Regions from separate parts of the Mus musculus genome. Here region 1 is linked to region 2. The links are chromatin contacts, called in public Hi-C maps. All regions are on one chromosome and are shown on one strand. Each heading gives the region's core, a stretch centred on a gene start, on an enhancer-like site or on the middle of the called end of the contact. The rest is flanking DNA. Distances are from core to core; before and after follow the strand shown.

What was found. Hi-C and Micro-C count contacts between places; a contact is called where the count stands out from the background.
Region 1: a contact with region 2 is called in a Hi-C map of the N1E-115 cell line, with 10 times the contacts expected there. The contact joins two enhancer-like sites. A contact is called at or near these places in 7 of 484 Hi-C or Micro-C datasets (the Ba/F3 cell line, the N1E-115 cell line, adipose-derived mesenchymal stem cells and 1 more) and 1 of 9 other capture datasets (embryonic stem cells).

What each region holds. Positions count from the first base shown.
Region 1 is chr5:67,531,743-67,534,442 of GRCm38.p6, reverse strand. No RefSeq gene overlaps it. Among named protein-coding and RNA genes, the nearest start is that of C330024D21Rik, 69 kb to the right of the region's middle. Within about 2 kb of position 1,257, at least 41 of the 459 cell types and tissues checked have an H3K27ac peak or open chromatin away from gene starts, as enhancers often do. A contact at or near this core is called in the N1E-115 cell line, where this site is marked.
Region 2 is chr5:67,035,354-67,038,053 of GRCm38.p6, reverse strand. All of the region lies in intron 23 of Limch1 (LIM and calponin homology domains 1), which reads right to left. Among named protein-coding and RNA genes, the nearest start is that of Gm33040, 37 kb to the right of the region's middle. Within about 2 kb of position 1,398, at least 4 of the 459 cell types and tissues checked have an H3K27ac peak or open chromatin away from gene starts, as enhancers often do. A contact at or near this core is called in the N1E-115 cell line, where this site is marked.

The DNA.
Region 1 (2,700 bases), core at 8-2,507, 500 kb before region 2:
ACTGGGCAGAGCCAGACCGTGGCCGATGGTGATTCCACAAAGTAAGTAGAAGTCACAGGCAACATCAGAATCACCGTGAGAGAAGGCTACTGGACATTGCCCAGAAAGCAGAAGGACCTGGAGAGAAAAGAAACAGCTGCAGAAAGAGAAACAAAACCCCCCAAAGAACCAATTTCCTAGGGAGTCAGACTGCTGAGTAGCTCCGCCTGCAGGTCTCTGCAGTCATTGCTTCTCTTCGTAACTGATTTTCAGATTACTATATATTCTCCTTTACCAGTGATTGAGATGTTGAGAAAAGATGATAGGTAGATGATAGATAGATAGATAGATAGATAGATAGATAGATAGATAGATAGATAGATGATAGATAGATAGATAGATAGATAGATAGATAGATAGATAGATAGATCTATCATTCAATCACTTTGCCTACACAGGAGACCTCTAGAAAAATAAAGTCATTCTAGATAGATAGATAGATAGATAGATAGATAGATAGATAGATAGATAGATAGATAGATGATAGATAGACAGACGGACAGAGGTCAAGGCCCTTTGCTTTACCAAAATCGTCGGAGCCTCTCGGAAGCATCCTTTGTAAGCTCTAGGTGTAGAACTCAAACCAAGTAAACTGCTCTTTGAAATCCCAATAAAGCTCACTGCGTTCTCTTGCAGTAAACACCCAACCCACCTTATTATAAATGGCTTCCAAAATGATACTAAGGTCCACCACCGACAGTATGAAGCTGAACTTTTTGCTTACACGTGAGGCAGGGCGCCACCATATAAAGACTCAGTATGCTTCAGGAGCAGGTCAGGAATGAATACGAATACAACGTATACTGATCGCATCCATCTCTACTCTTCCCACGCCAACTTCTCCCGTACCCTCCTCTCTCTCTCCGGCTTCTTCCATACCCCACCCCACCCCCAGCTCTCTTCAAACTTTGTAGCTGAGGTACGTTTTAAAAGGATCACTCTGATTATTGGAAAGTGATTGGGCAGGGCCATGACTTAGAGGCAGAGGACAAAGTTACACCACTCCCGATGCTGAAATCTATTCACTTTTGCATTCTTCTCGATCCAGCAAATGCAAATTCATGGTTCCAGAACCTAAGGCCTGAACACCTCTCAACTCACCCAGACCCCATATTCTTTACAAACCACCCTTGCAGGCCAACAGACATATCCCTCTCTCTGACCTCAGGCCGGGAGTTGGGGGTTGAGCCCGGCACCGTGTCAACTGGGGAGACCCAGAAGCAGAGCAGATCTTGGGAAACAAAATGCTAATCCACCCAGCCACCCAAGCTGTGACTGACTCCCCTGTACACTGAGCTGATCCAAGTAAAACACAGGCCTTTCAAAACAGCAAGGAATGCTCGCCTGGAGTGTGCGCTAACGAGTCCAAAGCCAATTATGTCTCATCTGATCTAACCAAAGCTGATTTCCTCCGGTGGCCCAGCGAGAGGTCAAATGGCCATTCCTGAGGGTTTCCACGGAGCTAAGCCAGAACACGGAGTTCCTGGAGTGTCCCTCGGGCCCACAGACCAACTGCGGAAGAGCTAAGCAGTCGAAGTTTTTAATTTCCCTCCCTCTCTTGATAATTATAAATACAACACTGCAAATTCCCTAAGAGGTAAGTGAGGGTTCACTGCTCACTCGCAAAGGAAACGAAAGGAAATCTTCCATATTTCTCTTTACCACATGTGCCAGATTTTCATTGAAGCCAATCCGGAAGTGGGGGGACAAAACAACAACAAATAGATATTATTTGCTAGCGGGGGGGGGGGGGGAGCATGCGTCCACATTCATGCTGCTCTGTCGGCTGAGGTTTGCACCTCTGCAGTCTCCACTTGTTCCGGAGAACTGCAGGGTATCATGCAGTCTGAGGCCGCCCTCTAGCGGAAGTTTGCCTGTATTGCGCCTGCGTACAGATGAGCTGGGCTTCTCAGAATACCTGGCAAAGCTTTGAATCATTTCCAGTTCCCTTTTATTGCATGTGGCTTATAATTCAGATCGAAAGCCAGATATGCTGCTAAAACGAAGATAATGTCAGGCTGAGGATTAGTGAGCATTAGCCGTTGAGAAAATGCTTGGAAGTTGGCCAGGAAAAGGCCTCTGGTCCATAATGGTAAGATGGGTAAGATTTTTTTTTTTTCTGGGAAGATGAATATATGGCCTCATTACCCTTACCCTGAAGTTGTCTGACCACAGCCAAAGGTCAGTCTATTCTTCTCAGGGCTACAGCAATTTAGACCCCTCTCCCCATCCTCAGGGGTCCGAAGAAGGAGGAGGAGGAGGAGGAGGAGGAGGAGGAGGAGGAGGAGGAGGAGACTGGTGGTTTTCCTGCATGCATGAGGGTGTCAGATGCCCTGGAGCAGGAGTTACAGACAATTGTGAACTGCCATGTGGGCGCCGGGAATTGAGCCTGGGTCAGTGCTCCTAACCACTGAGCCATCTCTTCAGCCCAAGTCCTGTGTTTTAAGTAAAGGGTGAGAAAAAAATATATATATGTTTTTTTTACATCATTCGTTTGTACAATGAGGGGCAGTCTGGAAAATCCGGATATAAGTGTCCTTTGTGCCGAGAGTACTGCTCAGGGCTATACTGCTTGCCTCTCTCGTACCTAGTTCAGACGTCCATCATCAGCACCACAAATAATTACGATTTGAATTTGTGTTTGGTGCTGAATGTGGTGCT
Region 2 (2,700 bases), core at 149-2,648:
CTAGATAGTAAAGGAATTTATTGATGACTTACAGTCGGCAGCCCAATTCCCAACAATTGTTCAGTCGCAGCTGTGAATGGAAGTCCAAGGATCTAGCAGTTACTCAGTCTCACGCAGCAAGCAGGCGAAGGAGCAAGGGCTCGAGCTAGACTCCCTTCTTCCAATGTCCTTATATTGTCTCCAGCAAAAGGTGTAGCCCAGATTAAAGGTGTGTTCCACCACACCTTTAATCCCAGATGAAAGGCATAGCCAGATTAAAGGTGTGTTCCTTAACTCGGAGATTCAATCTTCTGGAATCCATAGCCACTATGGCTCAAGATCTTCAAACCAAGATCCAGATAAGGATCTCCAAGCCTCCAGATAAGGGTCACTGGTGAGCCTTCCAATTCCGGATTGTAGTTCATTCCAAATATTGTCAAGTTGACAACCAGGAATAGCCACTACACCAAGGTTCTGAGGTAGCTTCAGCAATGTCTTAGTGAGGGTTTCTATTGCTGCATGGCATGATGACACTCCATGTCCCAAAAGCAAACTGGGGAGGGAAGGGTTTATTTGGCTGACACTTCCAGATCATAGTCCATCATTGGAGAGAGTCAGGACAGGTACCTAAGCAGGGCAGGAACCTGGAGGCAGGACCTGATGCAGAGGCCATGGGGGGGATGCTGCTCACTGGCTGGCTCCTCATGGCTTACTCAGGCTGCTTTCTTACAGGACTGCCAGCCCAGGATGGCACCACCCACAATGTGCTGGGTCCTTCCTCATTAATTGAGAAAAGGCCTTATAGCTGGATCTCATGGAGGCATTTCCTTACCTGAGGCTCCTTTCTCTTTAGCTTGTGTCAAGTTGACACACAAAACCAGCTAGTACAAGCAGTTCCCATGAAAGGTGCATTGGCCTGCTATGGCCTTTCATTTTTACAAAGAGTCCACTATGATATAGGAGAGGAGGCTGCCTTGTGGAGGCTTCAGGGATACGGTTCCTGCTCTGCCCTGAGTTCATGGGGAACACTGCAGAATGCTCTGTTTAGGTCTCCCTTCTACCTACAAAAGGAGAGGGCTGGCCATACCCCTATTGTGTGCTCCAGAATAGACACTGAGCCTGCAAAGATAGATACTTCTTTTCTATCTGTATTGCCAACTCCTGGGACTGAACCCACCTCCTTCCACCACCTACAGCCCTGGACACTGTCCACCTGCCACTACAGGTGCCACTGCAGGGCTGTCCTCTCTTAGAAGCTTTGCAGCTTCTGTAAGATCAGCTCCCCATGGTGCCCACAGCTGCAAAGCTCTAGAAGTTTACAAGCATGTGTCCGTCTGCAAGCTACAGGAGAACAAAGCTGACAGAGGAAACAGAAGGGCAGACATCCAGAGGAGGAAGAGCTGTCCTCATCAAACCTTAGAGATGATGTCACACTCTAGCCATGAAAAGAAATCTATCAATGAAAACCACTAAGTCCCCAGTCATCTGTGCCTGTGACAGATGGACACTTGGGCAGCTTTTAAAGATATAGTGGGGACCGACTAATGTCCAGGGCTATGGTGAGTGATCCAGGGAGAGCTTGAAGCAGAGAACGGGAGTTTTGTTTCCCAGCCTCACCCTGGTTCTCTGGAGGAGCCAGCAGCCCATTGCCCTATAAGGGTTGGGAGTCTTGGAGGCAGAGGCACTGCAGCAGGAGCCCGGCAGCTGTCTGGTGCACTTTATTATTAGATTAGAGGTTCCACACAATGTCATTAAGACCTAATGGCCATAGCCAGCACCACACATCTGACTTTTTCTACCCCGGGCTGATGAATCTGCAGGCAGAGAAATGTTCTCTTAACTCTTCCCTCTGTGTGTGTGGGGAAGGGGTGTGGGCCAGCGTCAATCGACAAGCACTGATATGGCCAAAATTACGCCCATTGAGTGCAGGACTACAAAACAGCCTCAGAGAGGCCTGCTGACCTCGTGTACCTGTTTGGAGACTGGCCGGGAGGGGTGGGAGGGCATGGGGACAGGGGCCCAGCCCGGAAGTTCTCTCGAGGGTTTTTCCTGTAACACGGTAAAGGAACCCACAGTTACGGAAAGTCAACAGAAGCCACGGTAAAAAAGACATTTTAGCTTAAAACAAAAACAGAAACAGAAACAACAAAAAGGCCACAAAGGATTCCCCTGCTGACATCTTTGCTCAATTGAGACAAGGTCTCACTATGGCGCCCAGGTTGGTCTCAAACTTAGTGTTCCTCCTGGCTCAGCCCCTCAAGGGTGGGGTTATGAACACATGCTACCGTGGTTGGTTGTTATTTATTTTCGCTTTGGAGCAAAACTAGTAATTGTGTCTAGAAGGAATGCACACGTGCGTAAATGAAAACCACACAGGCCCTGCTGCTTAGGCAGGAGAATTCCGGTGGCTTCGTCTTCACTGCGTGTTATTTACACCATTGGCAGAGCTGCTTTTGCATACTGAGTTTTATGTGAAAACCACAGGTCTAGTGGGACAGAAAGATGACTAAAGATCCAGGGCAAACTCTTAAGGGCAGCTCAGAAGTTCAGGGGAGATTTTTTTTTTTAAAGTCAGTTTATGGTAAAGATCTCAAAAAATAATCACACAGATAGATTCACATGGCTACTCGAGCTAACAGGGCCAATCTTAGAGGAAGTCACAGTCCCTGCCGTAGAGGCCTGCAATGAATACCTTTGAGACTGTTTAACTCTCATCAGGCC